2 separate regions of the Dromaius novaehollandiae genome follow, and region 2 is linked to region 1. A link is a contact called in public Hi-C data. All regions are on one chromosome and are shown on one strand. Each heading gives the region's core, a stretch centred on a gene start, on an enhancer-like site or on the middle of the called end of the contact. The rest is flanking DNA. Distances are from core to core; before and after follow the strand shown.

Region 1 (7,037 bases), core at 1,816-4,315:
GGTGTGTGGTTTTGAGTTTTTTTTTGTTTGTTTGTTTTTGCCTGGTTGAAAGGCTAGATTTTTCTTCTGAACTAAATATACAAGACTTCAGCAGTGATGCAACAGTATCAAGAAAGATGCCTTATATAGCTATACGAGTTTTCTCCCCTTAAACTATGCTTATATTTCTGTCACTTAATCAAGTAAGTGCACTCAGATAAAGGAGAGGTAAGATATTTCTATGTACCAGAAACTATACCTACAAGTTATGCCACATTTATGGCTGTGTTCAATATGCAGTACTTGGTTTTAAGTATTTATTTCTTTAAATATTCTTCAAAGAATTCATGATCTTGCAATCAAAATACCAAAAGGCAGGCAACTATTCAACAAATACTGATATTTAATACATTTGACTGTATGCATATGATAAATAACATTAAATTAAAAATGACTGTTTGCACACTTAAAACTTCACATACTTTAGCACCCTGTAGAAACAAGGCCTGTGACTCCATAAAGTTGTTCTCTAAGGAATGAAACTAACGGCACCTCGTACCCTAATGATTTGCATCCTTTGTCTCAGGCACCCAGCTTCCCCATGAAACATGCACCCAGACAAGTGGTAGCACTGCTGTATGGTTCAGAATATGTGCATGCTGACTGACCAGGTGGATGCTGCCAAAAGGAAGGTAAAAATGGTGAGTGCTGCTTGCCTTTAATTCAGTTGTGGTGCTAACATGGGTCTCTTATCTATCTGGAGGATAAATGGCACCTTTGTGATGTTTCCTGGACATACGTTCTCCTCCTTTAAATTTGCTTGAAACTGTCTATTCCTTTCCATCCTATAAATCTGAGCTCATTGGCCCATGTGCTCACACATACTTAATTCCTTAAATCAGACTAAAAAAAGTCAGATTGAATTTTAATATTACTAGTAGATAATGTATGTGTGTTGGCTAGGTAAGAGAAGACCTACTAACCTTTATTTGTGGATAAATCTGTCGGATCATAGAAAGATTTAGTGCATTGAGAACCTTGGGTCTATTCAAAGTTATTATTCCCGCACCTCCTCTCTTTTCCAACAATACTTCAGTTGTAGAATCTGTATGCTTAGACATTTTCTGTATATGCAGAAATGAACAAATAAATAAAGCAAATGACATTAGATATCTTAAGTAAAATGCTTACAGGAGTGTGTATACACTCCACAAAACATTTAACATTATAAAATGTGCATTTTGGAATTTTACACTAAGGCTTTCTCACTCCACTTCAAGATGTATTTGTATTTCTCAAATGGCTCTTTTGAAACCACATTACATTAAAGTCCTTCAAAGTAATAACCTCAGACAAGCTTTTGAGGCATACGTTCTTAGATGATATTTGAGATTTAAGGGACTATGGATTCTTTTTTTTTTTTTAGACTGACATTCTGAAGGTACCCACAACATTTATAACAGATAGTTCTGTATTTCCCTACTAGCAATTTGATGTTGCAAACCCAAACATACAAACAGCTTTGTCTATAAGTAACTTCTAACAGCAGAGAACAAATCGCTAACCCATTTCCACAATTAATTTCAAACTTAAAGTTGAATGATATTTAAGGAAAACAAGGAAGCTAACAGAATTCAAGCCTGTTGAGGCCTTTTATGAATAGACAAATTGGAGGTTTTGTGTTCTCCATCTCGGGGGAGCTGGAGTCCCAATAGCTTCTGACTTGGTTAAACAAGATGCTGTTCTTACCAAATGCTGCAATATTACTTGCAATCTGTTGAGTGGCTTCAGTCTGAAAAAGAAATACTATGTATTACAACAGTTAAACACATAAAACAGCTATCCATTACCGCAACACACAAAATACAAAAAATGCTGAATTAAGCAAAGCTTTGTCAGAAAAAGTTTTAAACAATTGTTTTACATTCTACATTTTTTTTACTAAACTACAATTACAGCTCTATTTTGGTATCAAAACAGTCCAACTACTTTGCATACAAGTAGTAAATAAATGGCAGGTACCAATGCCAAACATTAATGTCTTCAGTGTATTCAAATTACTTCAAGTTAGGAGGTCCTGGCTCTAGTATGACGAAGTAAGAGTTTGGGGGATATGTACCACATTAGCAGTGTAGATCTTTTAAAGACTTGCAGTCACTTTTTGCACCTTGATATACTAATATTATAAAAAATGGTTCCTATCAAATTTACAATGTTCTAGAACTCCCAAACCTGCCCTTTACCTCCAGGCATGTATGTAAATTCCAGGAGGTTCTTCTAACAACTTGAATGAGGCTTACACCTTTGTAGCTGAAAGCAGGATTTGATACCTAGTCATGCTGGGCTGTCTGTAAAAACAGTATTTTGAACGTGTTAAGTGAAATAATAGATAACTACTTCTGTCATTGTACTCTACTTATTAAGGAAGACAAAAAAAGTGGTGTCTGTTGGACTTTACGCCTCAGATGCCAGTCTTAAGTCAATGTTAACACGCAACTTTATCCTTCAGCTGCTTGAGTGTGCAGGGTGGGCGTTGTTGTTGTTGCTGTACGGCTAATTCACCTATTGCAGCCGTAGCTCTTGCTGACGTCCTGGTGCCCTATGCACGCCAATCTTTAAACACATGCCTTGTCTCAGAGCAGGGTTCAGGTGCAGAAGCTAGGCTCTAGGCCCAGGCTGTACTTTATGATGACTTATGGGCTAACTTCCACACGCCACGCTCGCTCGGACTCCGAGAACGAGCCGCCCCTATCTCCATACCCGCGCACGGCGCCGCGCGTGGGCTGAGCCCGAGCTGGAACCCCGAGCGTGGCCTCCCGGGGCACCGGGGAAGGTGGTCCTGCACCGGCAAGGCCCCTGCGGAGCGGCCGGGGCCCGCGGCTGCCGCCCCCGCCCAAAGGACGCTGCCGGGGCCGCGGCGAGGGCAGGGCGCCGGCGCTGCCGCTCCGCGTTACCTGGGCAGCCGCCGCAGCACCCGCGCCGCCATGGCGGCCACCGGTGCCCGCCAGCGACGTCACCGCCGCGCGGCCCGGCACCGGAAGCGGCGGGGCGGGAGCCGCGGAGAGCGGCACCGACGCCAGAGCGTCGCCTCTTCCCCTCCCTCCCCAACGGCCGCCGCAGCGGCGCGCGCCGCCCGCGGGCTCGGCGGGGGACTGCGCCGGGGGGGCGGGGCCCTGCCCCGGGGGGGCGGGGCCGGCCCCTGCCCCTCCCCCTCCCCAACGGCCGCGCGGGCAGGGGACGTCACTAACTGACCGGTTTCAGACATGCTAGTGCGTCACCAGGGAGCTGTGGTTCTGTTTCAGCTCGAGTGCGGGTCTGCAGTCATGGCGCAGGTGGGGTGCCTTCCTCTGTCCCGCTGTTACTGAGAAGTTCTCAGCAGCCCTATATACGAGACGTTTGAGAAACGCACGCACATGGCCCTGAGCCTGAGTACATAAAAATCAGTTCATTTACGTTTTAGTAACGACATCAGACTGTTCTTGGCAGATTTTTAGGCTGATACATACCAGCATGAGGTTGATGCTGAGAAGTGTGATGAACCATGGAGCAAGGAAAATGCAGTGCATTAAGTAGAAATGTAATGTTGCCATCTCTTCATGTAGCAAGTTCAGCACTGGCTGTTCTTGATTCACATTCATATAAAAAAAAAAATTAAAACCTTACAGCAAAATTATACCACTGAGATGACAATTCCCAGCTCTCAGAAACGCTTCTAGAGAAGTCCCCAGAGGGCAACCTTGCTCTTCAGTTTGAGAAATGGTTTGGGCCCCTGCTTGCCACAGTGTCCTCTCCCCTAGCATTTCCGTTGCGATAACCATCAGGGTAAAAATCAAACTAAATGGACACAAAAAAGACAGCATTTCTGTATTATGAAGTCGAGGTTTTCAGTCTTATGCATGGTGAACAAAAATGATGGAGAGCACTGACCTGCAGTGCTTTTGCAGGCATTGGGAGACTGCCTACCAAAAACTAATTAATTGCAGAATTCATTAGGCCATTCAGACTAATCTAACTTTTTGTCACAGATTACATGATCATCAAAGATGCAGCCTATTAATGTCATCTTGAGTATATGCAACCACATGTTTGTAAGGAAAATAACATGCAATTAAATCTAAACCAGCCTAAATGACACCAAATTACCACGGTGGACAAAATCTGAACCCTTGTTTAGATTCGTATTCGAAAATGATACTTTCTGATGATAGGATAGCTCTGCATCTCTCATTCAGGCGTAATCAGGTTATGGGGAGTTTGATACACAGATAACACTTTTGTACTTTATGCTTTATATCTGAAAGTCTCTGTACAATTCACAGACAAATAGGAACAGTACCTTTGCATAGGCTAATCTTTTTGCTACTGTCATTGTAGAAATGAAGAAGTCGGTGCTCAGAGACTAGCCTCCGGTAAGAGCAAGAGGAGGCTCCCTGGAGATCCGGAACATCCCTTAGGGCATGGCTGTGACCGGGACATGATTGCACAGGATGTTTGTGTCTGGAGTCCGGAACAGAAGTCAGTGCTCTGATTCACCTTTTACTTATCCCGATTTTCATCTGATTTTCCCCCACTGCCTTCAGTGTAAATAATGATATAGAGCCTTTCTTTCTCGTCTCCCAGCTGTGTCTGATCTGGAGCCTGCTCATTTGCAAACAATGCCGTAACACAAGCATTCTCTTGGAACAGCTACCAATTTCTTTCCAAGGTGCTGGCACTGAATGCACGCATAATGTTTTCTTTATTTTCTTTCTCTCCCTTTCTTTTTCCACTGGTTTCAGGAAGAAGGGATTGTGACAGAAGAACCATCTTCCTGAGGCCTAGTGTTCTACTTTATTTTAAAACATGACAGTGATGGTTTGCATTCACCTATTAATAGACTTTTTTTTCCTCATAGGTATTAGAAAACTACAATTTCTTCACAGACCTCCCATTTAGTGAGTACAAGCCAGTCCAAAGCCAGGTCCAAAAAATAACTCAGATAACATCTTTGTTTCTAATAGTCCTTCTGCAAAGCCCCTTTTCTGTAGAGAGAAATATCGAAGTGAAAATGATTTTAGAAAGCAAATAAAAGATACATATATGTAGAAATAGGAAAAAGAATGAAAATAATCAAGTTACATAAGAATAAACTGAGTGATATGGCCTTTTACCTGTGAGTTTATGGATGATACTACTATAAGCAAAGATGGCTGCAGGAGACTGGATATTTTGGGGCAAGAAGCATCCCTCGTAAACAAGTCAGGAATTCAGGGAATACAACTGCAGCAGCCAGAAGGATGGACAGGTTGTAATTCCTCCCCCTTGGAGAAATTTCCTGACAGTCTGTTCAGCAGGTTTGTAAAGAGAAAATAAATTGCAGACTGTAGGAGGACTTCAGAGTTGAACAGATGTTTTGGGTTTTGTTTTTGTTTTTTTCTTCCAGAAAAAATGTAACTTCAGCATCGGGATGTGGGAGCTCTTGCTCATGAGAGGGATTCCAAGAGCAGCTGCATGCTGTATGCCACCTATTTATGTATGCCCCTAATTAATGATTAATGTGTATCTCTCTCTTACTTGCCTCTGAAGGCTCCTAGTATAGTTCGCCAAGACAAGATAATAAATGGTACAAGCACTTAATGCTGTCCTGTGCCCCTGTGCCTTGGCTTGCTGTAAGTTTAACCTTTTTTCTCCACTGGTCTAAGAGCTAGTGTCTGATTTCTCCAGGTGTGGATAGTATGGGTAAGGAAGTGCATCCCTACAGTGTATGAAGGTAAAGAAAAATGAGTTTGTGTGAAGGCTTGAGGAACAGAAGGGGAAGACTTTCAGTTCATTCCAGATAACTGGTTATTACCACACTGACAAGAGGACTTCAAACTGATTTTTTTTTTCTATGCCCAATCCCAATTGACAGTACTATAAAACACCTCCACAGATGACACAGGCTCAAATTTGGTTGCTTCAGCATGGACACCAAGTACTAAAGGCTCAGGTCTGCCATGGATAATCTCCATTGGCTTCAGTGACAGGAGGAATAGATTTAAATAAGCAGAAAACTAATCTGTCCTTCCACACTCTAAAAATAGACCAGCCAGGGAAGGACTGAAACATAGCAGTATATATAATGTGGAGAAGCAAGTTTTTGCTTTTGTCTGTACTGTGGCTAATCCCATGGGAACAGACTGCATTCCCAAGGGCTTTTAGTCAGATACTTTTAGATAATGCATCCATATAACATTTGAAGTCGGAGATTTGGAATGGGGGCATAGCTAATGGTGCTGAGTAGTGAATTTCTCCTATAGCAAGAAGGTGTGTGAGAGAGGAAAAAAAAATTTTTTTTAACCAATTAATCTGCATCTTATCAATGGGGAAATAGAAAAGTTTGGAAAAAGATGAAAGCAAAGCCATAATGAAAGCGTGCGAGTGAAGTAGTTTCCATTTGCGTTTGGCCTCAGAGGAAGCAGGGGGAAGTGTGGGGGTGGCTGCGTGCTGCAGCAGATGCTGCCGGGTGGCCGTGCCGCTGGCGAGCGGCTCCTCCGCAGGGAGGGCCCTCCACCGGCACGTTGCTCCCCTCGCCGCCCCCCACCAGCACGCTCGCCCTCCCTGCGGCGGCCCTGCCGGCACCCCGAGGTTAGGCTGTACCCCGGTCGAACTTCCTCCTACATCTTTTTCTCTGCTGCCACAAGCAATCTGTCACTCCTCCCTTCAAACCACTCTCCGCCTACGCACCAAAGCGTTACTGTAAGGAGCACCCTCTTCCCTCCCTCCTTCACACCCCACATGTCTCTTGTTAGCAGAAGAAAAATGCCATCTTCCTAGAGAGCTGGTCATCCCTGAGCGTGGATTCAAGACTGAAGGCGTTCAATGCCTTTTACAATCAGAGCTTTGAAAGCTCTATTTGCAGGCCTATTGTGGTTAGTTTTTCATTTGCATGTAATTATACATACGCAGGTGGGAAGGGGCGATTTGCCTCCCACTTGCTCAGCTATGCCTCCCTTCCTGAGAGGACTGCTGCCTCCCTTCCCGCTCTCAGCCTCCCACGCAACCCGCCGCTGAGAAATGCTGCAGAAAACTGACCAGCT
Region 2 (7,027 bases), core at 3,969-6,468, 140 kb after region 1:
CCCCACACAAAAACGGGCTTTTCCGCTTAAACGTTCCCAAGGAGGTGCATTTTGAGGCCAGGCCGCGTGTCCTCGGCTGCCTTGCCTCCTGGCTGCCTTCCTCGTCCAGGGAAGCGGTTTGCATCGATGGGCGGCCAAAATACTTACGTATCTTAGGTAAGATGCCACCAAGGTGGGCTGACACGCTGTGGAGGATGGAAGCTGTCCCGCGGTCCCGGGTGCGCTTTGCAGCTGGGATGTCTAACCGCGCGCGCTCGCCGGCTTGCTTTGCCGTGGGGCCGGGCGAAGCCTGCTGCGGCAAAGGCTGGTGGGGGCTGCAGCGCGCCTGCTGGCAGTGCCGCCCCTCTCGCGACGCTTGCTTTTATTTTCGGAGCACTTGGGGTTTTGCATGTGTTAGTCCCACAGATGCCATTTCGCTTTCTCCCAAAATAAATTTGCAGTTTTTGTGGTTGCAGGGGGGAAAAAAACAACACTGTGAGTTTGTTTCTTATTTCCATCGTTAAATACAAAACAGAAAAAAACCCCTTTGAGTTACGCCGCATCGGACACAGGTGAGCATCCCCCTGGCCAAGAATATTTGCAAAGAAAAAAAGCGACACAAAGCAGAGCCGTTGCATGAGGCCCTGGGCAGGCTCCGGGTTTGCAGGGCGGGTGCCTGCCCGCTGCGAGCCCCCACCGCAGCACGCGTGCCACCCCCGCGCACCGCCCCCACCATGCACCGCTGTCACATTGCCGCTGCCGCGTGCCGGTGGCAGCCCCCGGCGCCCGCCGTGATTAATGCCGGCAGCGCGCGCCAGCCGCCAGCGTTCGCCTGTATGTCAGACAAACAACAGAGATGTATAGGACTGCTCAGATAAACAGTAATATCTCAGCTGCTCCAGGATATCTCACCCAGAACCGGTGGATTGGGAGTAAAAGGGGGGAAAAGGGGCAGTTTTGTGATTTTTTTACGTTTCCTTTCAGTTCTGCCAATAGGTTGGTTACGGCATTTCCAACCGGGAAGAAGAGTTTCCCTGGGGCCTGGGTGGCCGCGGCGCTGCCCTGCCCTGAGACTTCAGTGGCCACAGACAACCCTTGTGCCTAAGAGCCCTGGTGTCCTCGGCTTCGCAGCAGGCGCTCAAAGATCGGATTCAGCTTGCGCCAAAACTAGTGAAAATTGGCCTGGGCCCAAGAACATATTTTTCGGGCTGGCAAAATACGCTGTTCTCCTGGACTCGTATTGCGTTTGCCCAGGGATTCTCCGATCCAGCAGCTGAAATATGGGGAAAGTGTGATGAAGCTGAAACCAAATCCTGCGATTTTTCCTCTTCCCCTGCCGCCTCCTCCCCTCGCCGCCTCCTCCCCGGTTCTCCTGGAAACAAACAAAACCGGGGAAAGAAAGCGCACAAAAGCGGGGAGGGGGCAGGCAGACGGGGCTGATCACTCCCGAAGAGTTACATAATTACAGGCTTCCTGCGAAACCATCTGCTTTCTCCTGTTTAATTTTTCAAGCGTGTCCGCGATGAATCCAAGCATCTCCGACGGCACGGCGCCCCGAAGTGCGGCACCGGCTGGACACGGCTGCAGAGCGCCGCTCGCTTCTGCGGCGCCGCGACCCTGCCCCGAGCCCGCAGAAAGCCCAAGCGTGCGCGTGTGTGGTGGCTCTGTAAGTCCTCCTGGCACTAAATAATTCTGATTAAAAAAAAAAAAATAAGAAAAAAGAAAACCCCACTCGATAAGCACGGGCCGAATGCTGCGTCCGCGGGGAGCAGCACCACGGGCTTAGTTGGTAGTGCAAATTCACTCGGTTCTGCTAATAATAGTGAAGTGACCGGGCGTTTGCTCCCCGGGGCCGTCGTCCTCAAGGGGAGCCGGAGCATTTTGTTTCAGTGAAAGATGCTTTTCTTGGCCGCTTTTATCTCACTGAAGTTTCTTGTTAAATAGGTTCAATAGAAGAAACGCTAGCCACAGTTTCATACAAATAAATCATTTGGAGAAGGAAAATTGAAGAGACCTTCCGTCATTAGCAGCCATGGAAAGAGCCGCCACAAGGGGCCATTTGGTTCGCAGGCCCTGAGTACTGTCTCTCAGGGGCAAAAATCATCAGAAATGAATTTTCTACCTTTAAGAAAAAATCAGGCTGTCCTTGGGATGGCGACAAGCGGAGAGAAGGGCTGCTTTCTCCCAGCTCCATGGGGGCAAACGGCGGCCTCGAGGTCTCCCCTGCTCGCCTGCTCACGCTCTGGTGAGGGCTGTTGCCTGGAAGGGGCAAGTCCATGGTCATCGGCCTGGAAGGGGCCAGTCCATGGTTATTGGCCAAACTGCAGCCCGTTTTGCCCCCAGGGTCTCCATCAGGTAGGTGGTGGCAGACAGGGGGGTGGACACCCTGGGGCGCATCCTGCCACGCGTCCGTGAGGGTTCCCCCCTGCTGCGCGGCGGGACCGGAGAGCTCTGCTGCGTCGGGGCGCGGGGGGGCGGGCGGGGGGCGGCTGCCTGGGCGTGCCGTGGGCTAGCCAGAGTCGTGCGGGCGCGGAAGGGAGCTGGCGCCTATCATCTCCAGCTAGCGTGGTCTGGATGAGGAGGTCTGGATGAGAAGGGGTTTGGGCTCCATAGGGTCTCATGAATAAGAGAAGCTGTCGAAAACCCCGCTTCTGCGGCGTTACCCCAGCCGCCTGGCCGGGATGCAGTTCACCTTACCGTGGCGGCAATCTGCCGGGAGACAGGGCCGCTCCGGTGGCCACCGCGCCCTGGGGCTCCAGCAGCCTCCGCGGCAGACGGCGGGGGGCTGCCGTGGGTCCCCCCGGGCACCGCCGCGATGCGCCCGCTGAGAGCGGAGCTTGCTTCCGCAGGACATCTGCTGGTGGAAGGAGGCACGGCTGCCTGCACGAGTAGGGTGTCTGCTCGGGGGGGGGGTTAAATTTTTCCAAAAAAAAGCCTATCTTTTAGCATTTATCGGTATCGGATTGGAGGTACCCTGAGTCACTCTGGCAGGTTAGGACGGCTTTAGTCCAAAGCACACGCATACAGGGCATCTGCCTCTGCTTGGCAGGTTTCTGTGTTTCTGCAGAAGATGAGCTTTTTAGAAAACGACTCGCCCGACTAAACCTTGATTTCTTTTGGCTAGGACAAAAATTGCTCCAAATGTGAACCAACGCAACGCAGCCTAACGCAATTGCTTCAGAGAAAGGTCAAAACGGGGCTCCTCAACATCACCAGGGCTTCCTTCACACCTTCTCGCTTTAACGTAGACATGGTATCAGCTTTGTGCAGCCTTTACGGTGCCCCAGCTGCCCGCTGCGTCGCAGGCGGGAGGGCCGGCGATGGGCAGGGGGTCTGGCATGCAGGAGAGCGAGCCCCCGGCACGCCGGGTTTCTGACCTCCAGCGTCTCGGCCAGGACGCGGCAGAAGGCTGCAAATCCTTGATTTGCAACGACACTGTATTCTTCTGCTGGCTGTTTAAGAAGAATATCATTCAACAAACAGTAGTTGAATGCATTCACGTCAAGTTAAATCCTTCCTCTAAAAGCTTTAGTTGTCAGGTATTCATTAGAGTGAGTTTCACATCAAAATGATAGTCACTAATACGGTGAAAACATCTTTTATAGCTTTGGGGATTTTTATGTTGCATTGTATAAATGCCAGATCTCCACTGATACAGAAAGGTCTTCCTGGACCCACATAGTTGATGTGAGAATGTGTTTTCCACCTCCTCTTGAGGAGATGAATACTACGTACCAGTGCCGTGTGCGGTAGGAACAAGGATACTGTTGAAAGTCTTTTGTGTAAATGGGACGCGATGGGCTGTACCTGCAAATCTGGTGCAGCGTTCTGACACTTTCTGCAAACTGTTTTCAACCCTGAAAATACCAAAACTGGCGTTTCTCTTTTGTTGTCTCCATAAGGTGACAATTATCATTCTAACTAATGTAACTTTTTTTCCAAGTAACAGAGCTGAAAGATAGCTCTGGCCTAGGAAGTCGAAAGTGCATAGCAATCTGGATGCTTCAAGTCTGGGTTGCCTGGATGCTTTTGAGAATTGGACTGATATAGAAGACCGCTAGATCTGCATCGGGTAGGAACCAGTCCTCCTTTCCAGACCCCAGCACCCGCCGTCACCAGGCAGCCTGAAAACGTGGCTCACTGCAGGGAGCTGCCCTGGTGGAAACGGCAGGTGATGGCAAAGTCCCGCCGCCTGCGCCGGGAAGTTCACGTTAATGGTGGCGGCAGCACGCGCCGTTCCCCCGAAAGTCGGGCAGGAGCCTAAATATGGAGCGAGGCATCACTTCAGACTGGCTGTTTCTGAAAATCCTGGCCCCGGTTTGTGAATTGATGGCATTGCACTTTCGAAGAGCAGATGGTACTAGCTGGTGATCCAGGACAGCTTTTTTGCATTAGTGTCAAAAATAGCTAAGATGCCAGCTGTATCTCTTGTGGGTCAGCGGAGGTGAAATCGCAGAGCGATGTGCGCAGTACTGCAACGCACAGCGGCAGGGGAAAACCAGACATGCCGCTTAGCAGCACGCAGTGCTTTTAGATGGCTTTAAACTGCTAGCTTCCCACCTCTTTTGGAGCAGACCGACTCCTCGCGTGCATCGCCCAGCGGTAAGCTACGCCGCCAGGCACTGTAAAGGTGCCCCTCTGTGCAGGCTCAGGTTTTACCACGGCGCAATTCAGCGTTTGCGTCCAGCCCGTGGCGTTGGTGGAGGACGGCGCTGGAGGTGGCCGCGATGCCGGTGGGGGCTCCCAGAGGTCCCAACAGCTTGGCCGCTGCTCCAGCACCCGAGCTGGAGAGATGGCCAAGACGGGGGCTGAGCCGAGGCTGACGGGACGGGGATGCAGCGGAGGAAGGGGATGCAGCGGAGGAAGGGGCGGCGGTGCCCTGCTTTGCCTCCCCAGTAGGGCTGGTTTTATAGGTGCGTGTGGGAGGTCGGCCAAGCCGATCTGCTGAAGAGCAGGCAACGTAAGGAAGAGTCTGACAGTGTTTTCTGTTTATTAGAAAAAAAGAGATTATTCCCGTTTCTCCGCTTTCTGCTCATTTTTACATGTTGCAGAAGTGTAGTCGTAATCTTAGTTACAAACCACAGGAAGGTGTTGCAGCGTTAACGAAGATGGTCCTCTTTGGCTGGTTTATCTGGGTGCATACCCTTTTTCGACTGAAGGAAGCTATGATGTATAAAAAAGAGAGATTGCATCATGTAGGATGAAAAACGAGCTGTGCGTGCGTGCAGCAAAGCCGGTGCACCGGCACAGCCTGCTGGTTTCCAGCGATAGTGCAAAAGGCATTTCTTCAGCGCAAAGCAAAACTTTCCACAGCTCTCTCCTGCCTTTTCATCAGCCACGTTAATATTTTTCCCATACTGTTTCTTTTCGTTTGCAGTTCTGAAAGCAGAGACAGCCCGTGACCTCTGGGTGGCTAAGGCGGGATTTCCACCAGCAGGGGCAGGTGGCTGAGCAGGGGGCTTCGGCAGTAGAGGCCGGTGCATCCGAAAACCTATCGACCAGATCTCTGTAAGAACGACCTTATAATGTACATAGCCGGAGTGGCAAAGACTTAAAGTAGGTTATATGTGAGATGTCACACTTGCAGAGCTCGGCAACGCTGTGGGCTCAGCCACGCACAGAATTTTCCGCACGCAGAAAATTACCAGAATAGCTACAGCAAAGAAAATAAAAAAGACGATCTTTGCCTGTGCTCTGGAACCCCTCCCAGACGCCCCGTGCGAGCCTCGCCTCTGGGCGCCTTTCTGCAAAAAAAAAACAAAGCGGGGGGCCATCGTGGGGGCCTCCAAGCTTTCCCGGCTCCCGGGGGGCGAGAGGCTCTTACAAAGCACGTTGCCCAATTCACTGTCTTCGGGAAAGAACTCGACGCCTCTGAGAGGGGAAAAACCCCATCATTATCACAGCGCTTCACCTTGCATCCAGCCTTTCTCCCCGTGCCGCGACCGTCGCTGGGGCCCGCTGCTCGGGGCGGGGGGGCGGCGCAGCCCGCGGGCAGTGGTGCTGCGCCCCGGCAGCGGCGAAGCCTCCGTCCCCTCCGCACACAAATAACCCGCTTTTGTCCCATGAGGAGGCCTCTGAGCTCATGAACAAACGTTTTTCCTATGCTGTCGCAGAGGCAGAGTGGAAAACTTTTGCACGCCGCTGTTTATAGCGGCGCCTGGCTGACGCAGCTTTGCTTGGGACCGCGGTGCCGACGAGCGGCTCAGCACGGGCACCAGGCTGTGGCTGGGCCTTTCGCTCCAAGGGGGTGCCGGCTGGGTTACCGGTGTTTCACCATCCTTTGGGAGACCCTGGCGATGCTGGTACTGACAGAGACGCGCGGGTGCCGGGCTGCGGTGTCGGCGCGTGCGGCAGCCTGTGCCTGCGGGCAGCTCTCCCTGCCAGAAGGGACGGGCCTTGCAGCGCCGGCCTGGAAAATGACGCACTTGCTGCCTTCTCTCGGGTTAAATTTGTCAGGGACGTTATCATCGCCTTCAAATCTGTATAAACCTACAACGAGCTTATAATAGACTGTGGTAAAATAGCCACAGCAAAATAACCAGCAAATATAAGAATATCCCTAATAGTAATAACCCGTGCAAATATATGTTTGCTTATATTTTACAGCATTTTGCATAACGGAACATAGTGAGTCCGGAGCGTGCTACGCGCTTGCAAGGCCTGGGAGGCGGCTCCCTGCCCCGCACACCGGCGTGCAGGCGAAGGGCGGCGGTCGAAGCACACAGCACGGTTTCGTGTTTGAGCACTAATGTTACCGACTGCATCATCACCTTCGGGGCACGAGGCGGGCGCCAGGGTGACGCGTTTTCCGCGGCTGGGGTTTTTGCTGCTTTCCATGCGGAAAGCTCCCGGCAGCAACCGCGCGGAGAAGGAGCCGGGGCTCGGCCTCGGCGCCGCGCGCTGGGAAGCCCCGGCTGAGCTCGGCCTTACGGCAGGGAAGGGCTGCGCCTTGCGCTGCCGGGTGGAGCGGTGCCTCCGACATGGCCTGCACAGCAGGAAGCACAGAGACGGGCTCAAACAGTCTGAATTTTGTTACAGCAGGTTTTGC

The links. Hi-C and Micro-C count contacts between places; a contact is called where the count stands out from the background.
Region 2: a Hi-C map of ovary shows a contact between it and region 1, with 2.9 times the contacts expected there. The contact joins the enhancer-like site here to the promoter of HIBCH in region 1. A contact is called at or near these places in 2 of 4 Hi-C or Micro-C datasets (brain and ovary).

The regions. Positions count from the first base shown.
Region 1 is chr7:32,527,804-32,534,840 of bDroNov1.hap1, forward strand. HIBCH (3-hydroxyisobutyryl-CoA hydrolase) reads right to left here and starts at 3,066. Exons shown (of 14, transcript XM_026097517.2): 1 at 2,934-3,066; 2 at 1,729-1,771; 3 at 963-1,103. The coding sequence starts at 2,965.
Region 2 is chr7:32,663,648-32,670,674 of bDroNov1.hap1, forward strand. No RefSeq gene overlaps it. Among named protein-coding and RNA genes, the nearest start is that of GLS, 23 kb to the right of the region's middle. Within about 2 kb of position 5,219, at least 2 of the 2 cell types and tissues checked have open chromatin away from gene starts, as enhancers often do.